Regions from separate parts of the Sus scrofa genome. Here region 2 is linked to region 1. A link is a contact called in public Hi-C data. All regions are on one chromosome and are shown on one strand. Each heading gives the region's core, a stretch centred on a gene start, on an enhancer-like site or on the middle of the called end of the contact. The rest is flanking DNA. Distances are from core to core; before and after follow the strand shown.

The links. Hi-C and Micro-C count contacts between places; a contact is called where the count stands out from the background.
Region 2: a contact with region 1 is called in a Hi-C map of adipocytes, with 6 times the contacts expected there. The contact joins two enhancer-like sites. A contact is called at or near these places in 1 of 5 promoter capture datasets (fetal skeletal muscle), 27 of 47 Hi-C or Micro-C datasets (adipocytes, adipose tissue, alveolar macrophages and 15 more) and 2 of 2 datasets of contacts at active chromatin or transcription factors (alveolar macrophages and skeletal muscle).

Annotation. Positions count from the first base shown.
Region 1 is chr5:91,554,299-91,559,675 of Sscrofa11.1, forward strand. LOC102159901 (a long non-coding RNA gene) reads left to right here. Exons shown (of 5, transcript XR_002344335.1): 5 at 4,732-5,377. Among named protein-coding and RNA genes, the nearest start is that of DCN, 120 kb to the right of the region's middle. Within about 2 kb of position 3,088, at least 13 of the 83 cell types and tissues checked have an H3K27ac peak or open chromatin away from gene starts, as enhancers often do. A contact at or near this core is called in adipose tissue, where this site is marked.
Region 2 is chr5:91,878,071-91,883,447 of Sscrofa11.1, forward strand. No RefSeq gene overlaps it. Among named protein-coding and RNA genes, the nearest start is that of CCER1, 3.2 kb to the right of the region's middle. Within about 2 kb of position 1,976, at least 1 of the 83 cell types and tissues checked has an H3K27ac peak or open chromatin away from gene starts, as enhancers often do. A contact at or near this core is called in adipose tissue, where this site is marked.

The sequences.
Region 1 (5,377 bases), core at 1,838-4,337:
CAGGGCAATGCAGGATCCTCACAGCTTAAGATTGTGAGATACTTAGTTGGACAACTATGCACACTTATGGTCCATGCTCTTCAATGATTTTTGAGAAATCCAGCACTCCAATACACTCAGCCCTTAGTGAGTATTTGCTAATTAAAAGGTTGATTGAATGATGAATGAATGGGTGAGGGAATAAATGAAAGGAAAGGCTCATGGCCCACTCCTTGCTATCATTGGGTATGATTAGGCAAAACTTCAGAAGTGACTTATTCTTTGGAAGATTGTTTAAATTAACTTTCTGCTGGGATATATGTGTTGAGTTGAGTTGGGTAGAGTTTATCTGTAAGGATCTCCTGGAGGAAGAGCCTTTTTGCAAAGTTTTGAAAGGAAGGATATACTGTGTTTACAAAAAGGAACAGGAAAACCCCTCTAAAGGGCACTTTGTTCATTTCCATTCCAATATTAGCATACCAATGGTACTCACTCCACTTGTACATCAAGGTGGTTTCACTGAAAAGTATTTAGGCTTTTAAAACAAGCAAAATTTGGGAGTTCCTATTGTGATGCAGTGGTTAACAAATCCCACTAAGAACCATGAGGTTGCAGATTCAATCCCTGGCCTTGCTCAGTGGGTTAAGGATCCGGCGTTGCCGTGAGCTGTGGTGTAGGTTGCAGGTGCAGCTTGGATCCCACGTTGCTGTGGCGTAGGCCGGTGGCTACAGCTCTGACTGAACCCCTAGCCTGGGAACCTCCATATGCTGCCAGAGCAGCCCAAGAAATGGCAAAAAGACAAAAAAAAAAAAAAAAAAAAAAAAAAACCAAGCAAAATTAATATTTACTAAGTGTCCTCTGTAGAAAGGGCACAGGAAATTACACTAAAATTTCACCATAGCCCATGAAGTTTTTCTTACCGGAAAACTGGGGCTTCAGGAGCTTAGTAACTGCCCAAGATCACAAGATCTTGGATATTACATAAGATACTGGGGTAAGTTTCAAACCCAAACTCTGGTTTAATATGTTTGTTCTCCTACTATATAAGTTTAAGTAGCAAAATACTATTTTTTGCATTTTGTAAAAGTATGAGTAGACAAAGTGCCTCTCTATTTTAATCATTTCCCTGTTGAGGAAATAATTTTTAATTATATGCATTAATTTTATAACATTTTCTATAATACTAGGGTCATAAAATGCTATGCATTTCCTGGTAATGGTCCCCCGACTGTGGCTAAATCCCACCTTCCTACATACAATGTGGTAAAATACAAGGAACTCAAGTTACGCATACCCACACTTTGTACATACCGCAGACACACACATGCACACATATATATGTAGAAAATTTTTTATGTATCATTTTTTGAAAGCAGGATTTTAAAAAGAAACATTAAACATGATGTTTAATGATGTTTAAATGCTTGCTTGCTCACATATTGAAATATATGTAGGCTAAAGTACATGAAATTAACTACAAAATAGACTAGTTTGTAAGCTGAGGTGAAAAAAGTCAGGAACATTCTGGATATACTGGTGGAATGTGCAATCAATGCTTCTGTTTTATTGCCATGTCCTCTATGAATTTTAATTAAACATATATCAGAAGAAATAAAAATGTGATGGAAGCTACAGTTTAGAGAAAATGAATTTATCAAATAGCTGCAAGCAGCTTTTTTTTACTTTATTCAGGGGATCATGAAATCCTGCAGTCCTGAAGAACCCTGCCTTCGACTTGCTTATACAAGCAAATATACATTGATGTATGTTCTTGTGTGTGTGTGTCTATGTCTGAAGAGATAGAGCACATACTTTTAAGACCCACCCTTTTCTTGAGCTTAAAAAACCAAGTTTAAGCCATCTTGATCTTTACTCTCTAAATATTTAAATCTTCTGTTATTTTTCTTCCAGTCATCTCTGATAATTCTTTTACTTTATACTGACAATGTGGCAAAATCAGAGGACACTTTTTTTTTTTATCGTTTTTGGGCCACACTTGCAGCATATGAGGTTCCCAGGCTAGGGGTCAAATTGCAGCCATAGGCACCAGCCTACGCCAGAGCCACAGCAACATGGGATCTTTAACCCACTGAGCGAGGCCAGGGATCAAACCTGGGTCTTCATGGATGCCAGTCAGATTTGTTTCCACTGAGCCGTGATGGGAACTCTGCAGAGGACACATATTTTAGATGCATGTGCTTTATGACTGTTTGGGGTGCAAATTAAATGTAAGAGGGCAAACCCCAAATACCAAGTGTGTGGCCAAATTACAGAGGTTTGTGCATCCATAGGGAGAGGCAGATATAGGGATTCTAATTAGGAAAATTACATCTATATACCTCTATCTATATCTTTATAGTCTCTGGGGTCCCAGAGGTTCATACATAATGTTAAGCCTCTTTGGAAGTTTTTGTTTGTTTGTTTTGTCTTCTTAGGGCCACACCCGCAGCATGTGGAGGTTCCCAGGCTAGAGGTCTAATCAGAGCTGTAGCTGCCGGCCTACACCACAGCCACAGCAATGCCAGATCCGAACCATGTTTGCAACCAACAACACAGTTCACGGCAGTGCCAGATCCTCAACCCACTGAGCGAGGCCAGGATCAAACCGGCAACCTCTTGGTTCCTAGTTGGATTCATTTCCGCTGCACCACAATGGAACTCCAGAAGTTCTTCGTATTGACTTTTAACTTGAAATTCCAAATAATTTTTGCAATTCAGTTCCAAGTGATTCTGTAAAATGTCTGCTTTCACGTTAATTTTCAGAGTTCAGGAATCGTGGATGTGTACTATTGATTCAGTTCCCAAATTCTGGTATTTGTCTCAATAGAAAAAAAATGCATAAGAAACTCCAGATTCAAAAGTGCCCAATAGTTAGCTCAGAGCATGCCAAAGTTGTCAAATGATATTACAGTTATATTCTTTAAAGCGCTTGAAAAAAGCTGGATAACATTGTGTAAAAAGCTGGATTTTATGGCTCTATCTGTGCCAAAGAGATTGTCCAACAGAAAGCACCCTGGTAAGCCTAATTATTACTCCACATATGGTACGTGGCATTATAAGCTCTTTTGAGGTTTTTGGAAAGGGAGAGCTATGATTGACAACCACAGCAGGGCGTGCTGAAGATTTTTAACTCCATCTCCTAACAATCCCATATTGGCAGGGCTAAGACAGAAAATGCTGTTTCAGTAATCATTCTCTCGTGCATTTATTTTCAGGGCAAATAATTTTGTTAAAACTTACAGGGTAGAGTGGAGAAGGAAGTGATATAAAAATAGTACATATATTCAGTAATGATTGTTCTTCACAATATGGCAATTTATAAGAGCAGCTTTCATCTCTCACTTTAAAATCACAGCAGCCTTTGTGATACCTTATTTAGGGAATAACGTAGAATCTGTTTTGGAGTACAATTTAAGGTAAATGTTAAGAAAACATTTTGATTAGTATGTGTGGGTGGTTGCACTAAGAAAATATGTTGGGAGAATGAACTCAGAGAAACCTGGAAGCAATCAGTCATGTATCAGATTTGCTTCTATGCTTTAATTGCTTATGTTTGAGAAGCATCTCAGAGAGAAAAGAGGACATGTAAGGAAGAGGGTTGTTTTATACTTATGGTTTCAATAGGTCAATCCAATGCGAACTATTTCTAAGTCAAATTTGTAGATATCTCAACATGGCTTAAAACAAAATTCTGACATCCCCTGACCTCCATCTCTGAAGCATTTTAAAGGTCATCTTCATCTGTTTAGTTGCAGAATCTTATGCTTAGCAGTCATTGTACCAGTGGAGGGCACACCCAGAATGTTCAAGACCAGGACATGTGAAAGGTGTTTGCACATATTAAACAGTAATTATGATTACACCAAGCTGTGTAGGATTTCAAAAGCCTTTGACTGTCCAAGTCCAGGAAACTTAGTAAATTCCTGGCAACACTTCTTCCTTGTTTTTGATAAAATAAATAATCCTCTTCTCTAGCAAAACAAAGGGATATTCTTCTCTAGTGTTTTATTCTAAATATTAAAAACAGAACACTACTTGAAATTAAGGACTATCTTATCTTACAGTTAAGGGCAGAGTAACTGGGTGCAAACAATTAATAGTCCCAGTAGATCTCTAGCCATGATCAAGGCGAAAAGAAAGTCCTGACATCAGGATTCGAGATAGCATTTTGTTCTTTTGTGGTTATTTCAAAGATTATTTTAAAACAAAATCAGGTATAGTTTATTACTGTCATTTAAAAGATGAGGAAAACCAAACCCGGATTTTAATTCAGCTTTTACTTACATTTTTAAGTTGAAGTTGGATTAACTCTTTGGAGATATGACATCATAATAAGGTTAAAATAATATTTACCACTTCATTTTTCCCTCTGAAAGTGGAGTAGTTAATGTTCTTGGTCTCTGCTGCTATTGCTGTTTTCTCCAAAAGGTGGCAGTTGTGTACTCCTTTTCTTTCTCAGGGTGCAGAGAACCAGGGGAGCCAGAGGGACCGGAATGAATTTTCAGAATTGTTTTCCTTTAACAAATTCCGAGCAGCCACGTCAGAAATCTGCATTTCTGCAACTGCAGCTACTTTACTCTCTTAACCCTTCAAATGAGAATTAGGCTGATTTTGAGAAGAAAAACAGGCTTCTCATCTCAGTTTGCTTTAAACTTTGGAGTTGTTCATCCCAAGTTTATTTTATAACGGTCTTCTTCCCTTCTGATCTTTGAATCAAGTTCTAATTCTTTTTTTTTTTTTTTTTTTTTTTAGATAACCTTGATCCATTTGAAGTTATCCTTCTTAATTAGAATGCATAAGCTACACAGGAGTATGTCTGGACTCCATCTAAACAAACCTTTCTGACAACATAAATCCAGAAGGATAAATCATTCAAACTGGAGAAATCTTTTGAGCTGTGAAAAGGCAAGAAAGAGAGGGACAGAAGGAAAGGAAAACATTTTGGAGAGATTCTGATGATGAGACAGGAATTAGATGAGACAAATTAAACTAAGTTGCTCCCAATTCCTACAGCTAAAAAGAGCTTTAAATATGATATAATGGTGTCCAGCCACTTCATTTTATAGATGAGGAAACTGAGTCCCAGAAAGCTAAAGAATGTCTTCAATGGAATGCAACCAAGTTCTTTTTCTACTTATGGTGAAAGAATGCAATGATCTGTCAAAGAGATGCGTTACGTCACAAGTTGTAGGAAACAAGATTTCAGATAGTTTTGAAAACTGAGGTCTGTTTAACCATAATTCCTTTTTTCACGTACATATTGAGTCACTATGCTGTCTTAGAAACCTCTGCTTCACATAGGAATATGGTCATTCATTAACCATGTAAGTTATTAGATTTGTGCTCAATACAGTAGCCACTAGCCACATGTGACTAATTGAATTTTAAATTAATGAAA
Region 2 (5,377 bases), core at 726-3,225, 320 kb after region 1:
GCAGCAAACCCGAGTACCACTCCTTAGAAACAGTCAACGGTTTCTTGCATACTCTTATCAACTTTTCCATGAGACACAAAACCTTGTATATAAATAATTTACCCTCTTTTATACAAATATGTATGGGTAAATGCTTCAGGTATATGCATATCACCATTATGGATGTATCAGTACATGTAAACATGTATTTTTAAGCACAAAAAATAATCACTATTCTGAACCTTGCTTGCTTCGCCCAAAAGATTTCTTGGTGATTTTTGCCATATCAGCACATACAGCTCTACTGATTCTGAAAACCGCATGTCAGCCCATGACACATACGTATATTACTATAATAGGAACCAACTCATGGACGCATTATGTGTATCAGGCATCTACGAAGGTGTTCTGCATGTATTAATTCCCAGCATCCTAGGAGCTGGGGATTGCAATGACTCTTCCAAGTCACAGATCAGAGGGAGAGCTGAAATAACTTGTCCTGGGTTAAGACTGACTCCAAAGGCCTATTCTAGTCCATCCTGCTTCAAAGACCATGGACAGGCCTTTTCCCTGTTTTGTAATATAAGGAAACGGTGTACAGACTCGACAGAGAAGCCGTTACGAACTCAATGTTTATTCGCTCCCAATTTCATGTTGAAGCTCTAACCTCCAAGGTGATGACGCTTTGAGACAGGCCTTTTGGGAGTTTAATTAGGGCTAGATGAGGTCATGAGGTAGAGCCCTCATGATGGGATTAGTGGCCGCATAAGAAGAGGAGGGAAAAGAACGTGTGTGTGTGTGTGTGTGTGTGTGTGTGTGTGTGTGTACTAAAGAAAGGCCACGTGAAGACCTTACAAGAAGCCCCATCTGCAAGCTAGGAGGAGAGCTCCCACCAGAAACCAAAGCAACCAAGACCTTGATTGTGGACTTTCTACCCTCCAAAACTGTGAGAGAGAAAATTCTACTGTTTAAGCCACCCAGGCTATGGAGTTTGTTATGGAAACAGACTAATATAGATACCAAGCTCAGTGTTATCTTTTTTGTATGCCACAGTGGCTTCCAAGCGGCCAAAGGCCTTCGAGTCACATTCAAGGAAACATTTCTGGGGTCTAAAGAAGTCTTCCAGCAAGGATAAAGATGACCCCAGCAGGCAGGGCTGACAACTCACTAGACATAGCAGGAACAGTGCCTGGGGCCAGAGATAATTTTAGGAACTTTGCATGTTTTCTTTTTGACAGAAAACTAATTATAATATTAATAAACACACAATAAAGAATCCAGCCTGGATTATATTCGTCTTTACAGCAACAAGACATAAACTCTAATTTTCATTTTTTAATGGAGAAAAGGGCCCATGCATTTATAATGCCCTGCCTATCTAAACTACCAATGATCTCAGATCTCCCCACAAATGACATGAAATACCTCTTTGTCCTCCCACCCTTCTCAGGACTCCATCATTACAACATCATGAGGGGTAGGGCAGGGAGTTGCAGCAAAACAAACAAGAAAGAGAGTCATAGGGTCTGTTATAGGGTCAGTAAAATTTTCAAGTGGTGATAGTGAATAATACATACACAGAGTACTATTATGAATATAAAATTCACATCCTTCTCTTTAAATCTGCAGCAATATTGCCTTGGTAGTCATCTCATTACAAAGTTAACTTTCTCGTCATAATTTGCTTAAATATTAGGATAATGCATAAATGGAAAATATCACGTGGTGTCCTCTGGTGTGAAACATGACTCACTAAACTGCGAACTAACCCACAACTTCTCAAATTATAAAGAGAAAGCAAGGAGTCATTTTTTTTTTTTTTCTGGCTGTGGCAATGCTTGATCTCAGTTCCCAAATCAAGGATTGAAACCAGACTGCACACAGGTGAAAAAGCCGAGTTCTAACCATTAGGCCACAGGGAACTCAGCAGTGAGTCATTGTGAATCTCTTTATCTCACTTTCAAAAAGTCAGTAAGGTTTAATTCCTTGTATTTAGCTTTGTAACCACTAGGTGGTGGTGACCTCTTTGGTTTTAAATTACACCTCGGGGTGGAAAAAGGCAGGTTTTCGAGAGTGCATAAAATGAGTTCTATTTACTTTTTGTACATCCTGACGCTGTACTGGCTACAAAAACATTCTTTGCATCTCATTTCTCTGACCGAATGTATCAGATACATTCAAATTTCTCTAAAGAATTTTATTTACAAGTTTAATTAGCTGAGGTTTACTTTCCATAAGCCAATCAAAAAATACTAAAATCTAATAAATATACCTAATTTCACCACACTAGAGTAAAAGAATAATTAATATTGGCAACCTGGATTAATTTAAATAAGGCATTTTTGATGAAACATTTTTTTATAAAGTATCTAACTTCACACAGTTTCTTTTGTATAAGGACGTCAACTGACTGAATTCTGAATGTTACTACTGCCATCAAGTGTTAGAATTCACTCTTTTCAAGTCACCCAAATGCACAAAAACTAACACCAAGACTGCAGTTTTCAATTTAACAACATAATGCTCTGAAAAAACATAAAGCAGAACAAAACCCATGCTGTCATAAGCACTTGTCAGCATTTCAAAATACAGCAATATCATTAAACTCTCCCCAAGGTGTAACCACATCATATAAAGGACACATTTTACTACATTTACTTGAAGTGGGTGGTAGACAGACTCTAAGATGACCCCCAACGATTCCCTGCCTCCTGGTATTCATGCCTTTGCGTAAGCCTCTCTCCTTCAGAGCTGGTAGGATGGGCCTTGCTTCTAACCAATAGGATTTGTCAGAGGTGATGGAGGTCACAAAGTCAAACAAGCCCCCTGATTATGATACGCGTGTGTGTGTGTGAGTAAGAGAGAGAAAAATTGTGCCAGGAAGCACTAAGGAGATGCTCTGGACTGGCTTGATGGAGGGAGTAGCCATGTGGGCGAACCCATGGCAGGGATCTCTGGTCAGCCTCTAGGAAGGCCCATTGTCCTCTACGACCGGCATGTTTCAAAACCTGTAGGTAGGCCTCCTCCAGCCAACAGGTAGCTAAAAGGAGGGGCCCTCAGTTCTACAGCCGCAAGAAACAAATTCTGCCAATAATAGGAATAATCTTGGGAATAAAATGCTCCTGAATTGAGCTCCAGGATAAGAACCCAAACGACCAAAGGCTGTGATCACAACCCAGGGAGACTCTGAGCAGAAGACACAACTAAGTTGTCCCTGGATCCCAGACCCTTGGAAACTCTGAGACAACAAAGGTATGTTGTTTAAGTAACTGCATTTGTGGGATTTTTATGTAGCAATATAAATGAATGCAGTACATAAAAACATGGTTGCTGTATTTTAATGCTGAATCAAAACATTTCATTTTGCAGTATGTGAAGAGTGTGGGTCAATTTTTAAAGTCTTAAAAATTTCTTAATTGCATGTCTGACAGTGGTGTTTAACATGTTCTGGTGCTAATTTTCTTGGGTGAATTACCAGGATATGAGTAATCTGTATTACAGTGTCAAACTATTGAAAAAAAAATCACATTTCTCTTAAGAAGAAGAGTGAGGCAAAACAACCCTGCAATAATGTTTTTTTAAGAGGAAGAATAAATATGAAAGTTGTAATATTTCACCATGAAAAATTGTGTAAAGCCACTCTTATTTGCATAAGGTTTACACCATGATAAAAAGAAATGTCCTTGATTATCCGTGAGTTAATCTTTCTTTCAACAAAGAAGAAGTCGATGGGAATTTCACAACAGGAACATGTTCAATTCCTAGAGCTCTTAATTAAAACTCAGTATCGTATACCACATATGTTCTTAGAAAAATAAATTTGGACTATCACCACACTGCCTCAGGCTACACAGATCAGGGGGTGAGCCACCACAAAATGTGTGAGTCTACCTCCAAAAAGGGACACTGGAGACTAAAAATGTCAGCATTCTGCACTTGGAGTCAAGTAGGTTCCTCTCTTCAGCAAACCACAGAGCAAATGAACTTGAATGAAGCCTGCAGAGTCTATGGGTCCCACAGCAAAGGGTGGAGCGCTGATCCAAGAACTCCCATACTGTTCTCAATTTGCAACAGGAGAGCATAAAGGAACTTTGCAAGCATCAGGCTTCCCCCACTTTGCTTCTCTGTCATTTTATGGGTGCTTGTGCAGACTCAGGTTCCATTTTGCACAATTACACTCACCACAGGAAGGTAATAAAGGGACAGATATACTCAATGGTTTTCTGTAGGATCACGGCTGGTAGCACTTTCTCGACATTTTCCAAAAGTGGGACAAGAAAGGGACACATGCATGGGGATGTCTATTTTCACATCAGGCACAGGGTTAGTTATCTTTACATATACTGTACCATGGTCTTTAAATGTCCCAAAGCACATAAACATAACAATGACGACAGGTCACACTTAGTGAGTGCTCAGAGGGTACTTGTGCTAAGAGCTTTATTTTCAATCCTTAATACAACTCCACAGAACAGGTACTATATACTTAGGGTATGGGTAAGGAACTGGAGGCTTCCAGAGGTTAATAATGGGTGAGCTGAGCTTGAAGTACCTCTATTTTTTAATAGACTTTGTACTTTGGTAGCAGTTTTAAATTCATAGCCAAAGTGAGCAGAAGGCACAGAGATTTCCCCATGTACCCACCCTCCCCAGAGCCTCCCACATCATCTCATCCCACACAGGGTGGCACATTTGTTAACTAATGAACCTAAGTTGGCACGTCATTATCACCAAAAGTCCATAGTGTCCATTAGAGGTCACTCTTGATGTTGTCCCCTCTAAAGATTTGGACAAATGTATAACTGCGTGGATCCGCCCTATAGTATCAGTCAGGGTAGGCTCTTATCTATTTAAATCAAAGCCCATGGCATCACTTAGATCTGGAATCTAATATACGGCACAAATGAAGCTTCCACAGAAAAGAAAATCATGGACTTGGAGAATAGACTTGTGGTTGCCAAGGGGGAGGGTGGGATGGATGGGGTGCTTGGGGTTCATAGATGCAGACTACTGCCTTTGGAATGGATTAGCAATGAGATCCTCCTGTGTAGAACTGGCAACTATGTCTGGTCACTTATGATAGAGCAAAATAATATGAGACAAAAGAAGGTATACATGTATGTGTGACTGGGTCAGCATGCTGTACAGCAGAAAACGGACAGAACACTATAAATCAGACACAATGGAAAAAAAAAATCATTGTATAAAAAAAAATCAAAGCCCATATCCTAACTATAATACTATAAAGACTCCCAAGTTACCACTGTCTGGTTCACTAAAGGAAAAACGTAATTGGCATACTAGCATTCTTAAGAGCAAATCCACTGTATACATCCTGGTAATGTTTAGTCAATAGGAATTTGATTACAATTGAATTTGATGACAATTATTACAATAA